Regions from separate parts of the Capra hircus genome. Here region 1 is linked to region 2. The links are chromatin contacts, called in public Hi-C maps. All regions are on one chromosome and are shown on one strand. The core of a region is the stretch at or near the end of the contact, and the rest is flanking DNA. Distances in the headings are between cores, read along the strand shown.

Region 1 (3,800 bases), core at 860-3,359, 200 kb after region 2:
CAAGTTAAACCCCGTACTGTCAATAAAGCCTATGCTGTAAACAAAATCCCATGTCCCTAGTGATAACAACTTGCTTCACTTATTTAACAAATATGTACTGTGTGTCTGCTCTGTGCTAAGGACACAGAAGACTGAAATAGACCAGCCTCATTCTTGTCGTGAAAATGAGATGATGGAGTTAAAATAATAATGACTGCTACCAACAACTCAGAGCTGCTCCTGAAAGAAGTAAATGCCTTCCTCCTTACCTGTCAACCCTACAGACCTCTTCAAAAACATAAGGAGTTTCTTTCTCCATACACTTGCTATGGCTTCTGCCGTGTATGTTCTCTGAAATGAGTCCTGCAGCTTAGTTGAAAAGAACGAGGGGTCAGCATGTGAGCCAAAGACAATAATGTAATGGCAGGAATAAGATAACTCCCGCCAGAGACAGACGGCATTGGGAGGCAGCAAACTGAACTGCCCAGCAGTGGAGGGGGGAGTGGTGGGCAAAGAGAAGGCCTTCTAGGGGCCCCCGTTTTGAAAGACCTGGGACCCAGAGGGATAGTTGTCTGGGTTTCCTGTACTGCTGCAATTTTCCAGATCTCCCTGCAATGATGCTTTGTCATCTGGGTGTGTTCTCCTTGTCGCCAACCCTGTAGGACCTGTGACACAGCGAAATGCTGCTGAGAGCAGTTACATTCAAATCTTAGCTCCATCCCTTACTGTGTCACATGGCAAGTTATCTAATCTTTCTGTGTCTCCCTTCCCTCACCAATAAACAAAAGAGACTGTGCAATGCCTAAGAATAATATTGAAAGAAAAAAAATGCTGTCTCCTTTATTGAAGTTCCTTTTGCTGTCTATTGTAACTGCTTTCTCCATTAGCCTTGAAGCTTCATGAGGACAGAAACCATGTCTGTCTTCTTCACTATTACATCTCCAGCACCTGGTATAAACACTCAACAAATATGTGTTGGATTGAATTATTGAACTTGAACTTCCCTAAATGCACACGTACATGATTTTCCCTAGTTGCCTATGAGTCAACCTTAAAAAAAAAAAAAGACATCATATCTACTTGATTCAGAGGGCACAAAGGGGTGCTGGCCATAGGCCCAATACGAAGTTTAAAAATAGATAGTATCCACCTTAAATTTTTGCAGGTTTTACTGATGTTTCTAAGCTATGGGCAACATCATGGAATAATTGAAAGAGTCCTAGACATGAGGGTCTAGTTATGGGTTATAGTTCTACTGTTAGTACTGACAAGCTGATTAACCTTGAGAAAATTAACTATCTTTGTGATTTTAAAGGAAGATAATAAATACCCAACATTACAGGGACTATGGAGAACAAACAGAATAAGGAAGTACTCTGAAAATTATAAAGCACTGACTAAGTTTAAGGTATTACATGCCCCCAGTTTAAACATAATGTAGGATCAGTGATTTAACTGAAGTATGTGTCATGGTTAGGCAAAACATAATTAAGTTTCCTAAAATTTGAGTATTGGCCCAGGCAAGGGTAAGTTTCCCTGCTAAACAGATCTCCGTAGAGACTGTAAGTGCCCCTGGAGGCACTGAAGTTAGTAAACAGAGTCTTTGTCTCTCAATGTCTTTTTGCAGCACAGAGCAGAGGCCCTGTTAAGGAGGTGCTAGGAAACCAAAAGTGACATACCTGAGGGAAGAGAGAAACTGAAGCTGCGATCAGGCAGTGATCAGGCGAGGGACCCACAAACCCACGTTACAGAAAGCCATGTGGACTTTTTCAGGAAACCCCAGGAAAAGAGAAGGAACACTGAACCAGAACAGCCCAGAGGCAAACCTGGGAGAAACCCAAGTTGCAGCCATTGTCAATACTACCACATTCATACATTAGGCCGATAAATATTTGTAGAAATAAAGCAGCCAAACAGAATAATTGGCAATGGAATAGCACGGAGTTTTACATCAGTAATGGACGCCTCTCGGGATCGGTTGGGTAACGAATCAATCCATCGTGAAGGTAAGTATTTTACCGTATCCATCGGTAGTCGCTACTTAATTTGGGGTTTTCCGTATACAGCACGGAGGTACCAAACAGGTTGTGGGGAGCTGTAAACACAAGACTGACTCTACCGTGGCCATCCTCTCCAAAAGATGCTTAGCTCCACATCTCCATCTAGAGGATGGATCTGGAATTGTTTGTTTGCTGGGTGGTTTTATAAACATCACCGATCTTCACCAAACAGTTCTGGCTCTCCACTTTTTGCACACGTGGTAGAAGTGTACTTCCCTGTCCTCCTCTGAAATGAAGGTGGGCATTGTGACTTGCTTTGACAAATGAAATGGTGGCCGAAGTGGCAGGTTTCACTTCTGGGAAGAAGAATTAGGAGAAAGCATGGGTGTCACGCGTTGTTCCCCACCTTGGTGCCTATGGAGGAGCTCAGCCCGACGGCTATGAGGAGCAGAGCCTCTGCTAAACAAAGCTCACTGGATATACCAGCAAGAAAGAATTTTTTGTCTTACCCAGAGATGTTGGGTTTCTCAAACTGCTAATCCAACCCATTCTGAGTAGTACTACTGTTTATACCGATCTTTACTGCTTGTTTTGAAGGGAGTATCTGACTCACACTATGCCCTGATTTCCTACACTCTCAGCCCAGGCTCAGGCTGATGTACACATCTTCCTGTCTAGGTTGCTAAAACATAAAAGAACACTTTAAAAGATGAGGACAAAGCTCAGAAGAGCATCAAATGCTTTCAAGTATTCTATAAACTTGAATATTAATATACTACCTTTACGGGTTTTTCACAGTCACCTAACCCTTGTCAATTTACTTAATACTTTTATTTAAATTGACTTATTTTATTCAAGTTTGCTCTGAAAGAAAGATTTGTATCACTATACATGGAAACTTAGAATCACTTGCCTAAAAGAAATAGTTGCGTAAGTTTAATCAAAATAAAACAGTGCTATTGAATTCAAGGTAGAAACCCTTGAGCTGTCACTGTGAGACTTTATTGCTAAAAAGAAGAGATTAGAAAGTGTCTGACAAGGTGTAATGTCATTTATTGTTATAAATACAAAGAAATGCTATGTAAGACAGAACACCCTAAAAGTCATCCATACATTTCCAAACTTGAAAGAGACCAAGGGAAAGTCCAGGTGCCAGAAATGAACAGTTATTCTAGAAACCTGATGAAAGTTAGTCTGCAGCATTCTTGACTGGACATAGGCCTTAGGGCCCCACAGGAGAAGGGACCTCCAGGTGCTAGAAGACAGACCTGGATCTGAACTTCCACATAAGGCCATGGTCCCTAAAGAACTGCCCTCTGAATGAAAAGAGAGTGAGAACAAACTCTATCCTCTGGCCTCAGAAAGCATAGTCTGCCTGTAATCTTGGGTGGAAAATAAAAAGCAACCACTGAGAATTAGACACACTATTTGTATGCCAAGTGTGTCTGATTTATATTACCTGAGTGATGTAGCAAACCCAAGCCAAGAGATTAAAATTAAAACTCATCTAGGACCATTACAAGCCTAGATTCCCAGGGTTCCAGAAGAATCAAATATGAAACCACTTGGCAGTGCTACTTTCACTAACTAGGATTCACTGGAAATCCACTTAGGAGAAAGTTAAAAACCCTCTAAAAGATGAACTCACATCAACACCCCCAACCCACACCTCCTAAGCTGCAAATTACACTAGGGAAAAATATTATGAAAAATTGCCAGCAGATGCTATAAACAGAAGAACTAGCAATAAAAGTCATTTAATAAATGAATAATATGAAAGAGATTATAATAATCACCTAGAGCCAGACATCCTGAAATGCG
Region 2 (4,287 bases), core at 940-3,439:
TGGGAACCAGAATGTTGACGATAAAGATTCTGCAAACAGCACCACTGACCAATCAGAGAAAAGTCCATGAGCTGCAACCCTCACCCAAAATGGTCTCTTTAAAAGCCCTGCCCTGAAGGCTGTCAGGGAGTCTGAGACTTTTGATCATGGGCTGCCAGTTTTCCTTGCTTGGCGCCCTGCAAATAAATGCTGTGCATTCCTTCACCAAAATTGGTCTCAGTAAATTGATTTTGCTGCAAAATAGCTGAGTAGACCCAAGTTTGGTTCAGTAACATTAGCAACAAATTGTATTCACTCTTTTAATTAAAACTGTTTAAATACTTTTATAAAGAATATATCCAAAATACTGTCATTTCAATCTATAATTAATATTTTTAAATACATTTAAATGAGATACTAAAATTTTTTTTTCATATTAAGACTTCAAAATTGGCTGTGTATCTTACACTTCACTGAGAAAGGCCTGGTAAAATTGAGTAATTTTCCCACTTGGTTTAAGCCCTCACCTTAAATACCATCTTCAGCTAAAGATGAAAGAAGATGTGGGTGGGGTGGGGTGGGGTATAGTCACTTTAGATAGTCATCAAAAATAAGAAAGCACAGTGAACAAAAGGAGTGTTGTAATGCTTTGATAAGAATTTTTAGAGGTTTGTCATTCTCCCTCTTCCCAGTAGGGCTTCCTTGGTGTCTCAGAGGGTAAAGAATCCTCCTGCAATACAGGAGACCTGGGTTCGATCCCTGGGTTGGGAAGTTCTCCTGGAGATGGGAATGGCAACCCACTCCAGTATTCTGGCCTGGAGAAGCCCATGGACAGAGGAACCTGCTGGGCTACAGTCCATGGGGTTGCAAAGAGTTGGACACGACTGAGCAACTAACACTTCCACACTACCTCTTCCTAGTACAGGGAGAGAGACACCCTTACAAAGTTGTCATATATGATTTCTCTTATATATAAAAATATCTTCACACAAGAGTAACTTTAACTTGGTTTCAGAGCTTTTCTTGTGTTTAAAATTTCTTAAAAATAACGAGTTTAAAATGACTCTTAAGACAAAGGGACATGTTTTGGGGTGGCATATTCTGCTCCCCTAAATAGGAATACTAAGTATTGATAATTAAAAAAAAAAAAAAACTGAAAATATTCTTGCTGAAAGCACAGTAAGAAAAAAACTGGTCAAGTGAGGATGGAGGAAACATGTTTAATCTAGTGGAAGTGACAGGCTTAGTTTCAAACACTGAATTAATAAAATTTATGAATTTAATTTCATAATGCAGTATTAGAGTTTTAGTATAATTGATTTCACAATGGGTTGACTTAAGAAATTTAAAATTATCACTGTCTTTTAGTTAAAAAGGTCATCTGGATTAGCAATAGATTGAAAAAAGAGTTGCAATTACTTTTTCTCTAATTCTGACCAATGTGTACATGCCGTGTATATCTGCAGAAGATATTTTGGGTTCAGACTTTTGTTTCCATGATAAAAACATAAACCATGGCTTAGAGGTTCATGAACAAGGAGCTCCCTTTCCTTGTTCTAGGTCTTGCACATAATGCATTTTAAGAAGATTCCTAAACAAAATTAAAGCAAGACTTATTTGTGGTGAAATAAGTCAGCATCATCAACCTTCAGGTCTAAGGGCTCTGCGATCTAAATGCTCCTGGGCAGTATACCATGTTTCAGTATTTATGGAACAGTTCAAAGATATTGTGTGTGTATTTGTTGTTGAGGAAAAGGGACCTTGCCCCAGGGCTGCTGTTGATGGTTTCTCCCTAGTCTTAATAACTGCTTGAATCTGCTCAGTGGAACTTAGGGAAGGTCATGGAGGCTGAATGGAGGCTGTTTCCTATAATCAAAGAACTGGGGGACATGAAAGGCCTTGTGTTCAGGAGACCCACAGGACTCTGTAGACAACTCTCATCACGGAAAACAAACAAACCCAATGGTTACATCTAATTTTAACACAATATAAAGACCTCCGGAATTTTTTTTTTTTCCTTTGGTTATAAACCCTATTTTTAAAATCAGAAAAGACAGCGCTTCCCGCGGTTCCTGCCTCCCAGGAAGGGGCAATAAAATTCTGAAGACCCCACTCAAGTGCTCAGTCCCTAAGCGGTTCTCCCAACTAAGAACCCAAGTCAACCTAAGGAAGGAGAAAGAGGAAGCACGCAGAGTCAAGCACTTCCACCAGACAACGAAATGCCCAGAGGGCGCCCTGACTTGGGCCAGAAGGCCCACGGCAGCAGAGGTCTGCAAAGCAGGGATGCGCTGGGCGGGGCCCAGAGGGGCGGGCCCAGGGGCGTGGCGCACGGGCGCGAGGGTGGGCGGCCCGAGACCCGGCCGCGCGGTCCTCCGGCGCCAAGAGCTCAGTCAGCCTAGCGCGGAGCAGCGCCGGGCGAGAGCGTCCCCGTGCTGCCCAGCACCCTCCAGCGTCTTCCGGGCCAGGCGCTCGCTGCAGGTAACCAACGCCCCACCAGATCTCCTGCTCGGCTGCCTGGCTGGAGGGGAGGAAACGGGAAGGATAGGCGGGAAGGAGGAAGCCGCCACTTAGCCAGGGCCCGGCTGCAGCGAGTGGGGTCAGCTCCTCCGGGGAAAGAGGACGCGGAGCCGGGGCAGGAGAAAGAGGATGCGCGGTGGGAATCCGCTTCCAGCTTGTGCGTCCGGGACCCGGGGTGGTGCAGAGCGCCCTGCCTCGACCCAACTCTTCCGTCCGGTTCGGGGAGCCTGGGGCTAGGACTTTGGTGCCCAGTATCACCTGGAAGCCACTTGTTTCTTCTGTCTTTCCCCCTGGTTCACGTAGCGAGTAGTAGCTTAGGAATCGGGAGTTGGCGGCTGCGGGCATGGAGAGGCCGGGCGCGAACAGTTGCTCACTGTTGTGCTTTGGGGGCCAGAGACTAACTTCGCACAATGCTAACCGTGTCCCTGCGGAGAGGTATTTATTACCCCCATTTTACTGATAAAGAAAGAAGCCTGCGCCGGGATGTTAAATGACTCACCCTGGGGGCTAACCACTGGAAAAGAGACGCTGCTCTAGGGGCTCCAAAGCCCCCACGCGTTTCCTCCCCTTCCTGTTTGCTCTGCCTGGTTCACGCCGCGTCTGGAACGCGGGCTGCTACTGCTGGCTCTGTGGTGACACAGGTGATTGTTCTTGAATGCATTATATTCCCTTCCTAGGTTCTTTTTGGTTTTGTGTTGTTAGCGCTCAATTTCTGATTCAGATGTTTCCAATTTTTGTTGATTAGCTTTTTGGAGTGGAAGAAGCTCTCCCTCACAGCTCTTTTCCGCCCTGCCTTGCAGCTCTGTTCCTGGATGCCGAGCAAAACACAGGCACCCCAGCCTGCTACACACTTCTCATCTTTTTCGGTGGATGATAGGTCGCCCGTGCATCCAGGCTGGGCCTTGCGGGCTGCCCGGTTGGAGGTGAGTCTTGTCATCTGGCATCCTACACACTTGTTGGCTTTGTTATTTCGTTCTAGGGGGAAGAGAGTCTTCATTTTACGAGTAGTAGGACAGGAGGCAAATTGAGGGGATATACAGTGTTCAGAGAAAGTATGGTGCCTGGAGATGAGAACAAGGCCACAGCTTTTTGTGGTCTGCATTTGGTGAGGGCTAGGTGAGCATCTGCCCAGACACTTACTTGTAAGCTTCTCTGGGCATCCTGCCTCCCTTTTAGAGCTGTTCTGAAGGGCAGATTTGTTTTACAGAGGGGAGGAAGAGGGCTGAATGGTTTTTAAAGATTAGTGTAAATGACCTACTAGGAACCCAGGCAGTTCCAACCCCGCTGCCCGGGATTAAGGAAAATGGCTTTCTGCTGTGGCTTAATTAAGCCTTCATGGATTTTTAGCAGGCCTTCAAGATGGTCCTTCAGGGAAACTTTGGAGTTCTCAGACACTGTTCCATGTTTAAAAATAAGGTAACAGACGGTGAATTTACTTTTACAGAGTTTTATTGGTAGATAAAAGAAGTTGATTTTTTTCCCCCTTCCATCTCATGGTGAGGGTTGGAAGGTTCTAATCAGTGCCTCTCGGCCTTTCCTTCAGCCTGATGTTGGAAAGGAACTTCTCAGCCTTGGCCGTAAACACGTATTGGATTTCATTCTTCATTAAATATAGTTCATCCTCGATTAACTATAGGACAGCTTCCAGTCACTAGTTACTTCTTATTTATTACTTTTGGCCATGGTGGGTCTTTGTTGCTGCAGGGACCTCCTCTGGTTGGCACCAGCAGGGGCTTCTCATTGGTTGCAGTGTGTGAGCTTCTCATTTTGGGAGCTTCTCTTGCTGAGGAG

What was found. Hi-C and Micro-C count contacts between places; a contact is called where the count stands out from the background.
Region 1: a Hi-C map of blood shows a contact between it and region 2, with 3 times the contacts expected there. The contact joins the enhancer-like site here to the promoter of GCNT1 in region 2. A contact is called at or near these places in 2 of 5 Hi-C or Micro-C datasets (blood and liver).

The regions. Positions count from the first base shown.
Region 1 is chr8:52,552,967-52,556,766 of ARS1.2, forward strand. The region is part of intron 9 of PRUNE2 (protein prune homolog 2); the gene reads right to left. Among named protein-coding and RNA genes, the nearest start is that of GCNT1, 200 kb to the left of the region's middle. Within about 2 kb of position 2,110, at least 1 of the 5 cell types and tissues checked has an H3K27ac peak or open chromatin away from gene starts, as enhancers often do.
Region 2 is chr8:52,349,596-52,353,882 of ARS1.2, forward strand. It overlaps GCNT1 (beta-1,3-galactosyl-O-glycosyl-glycoprotein beta-1,6-N-acetylglucosaminyltransferase), which reads left to right and starts at 2,190. Exons shown (of 4, transcript XM_018052088.1): 1 at 2,190-2,457; 2 at 3,242-3,419.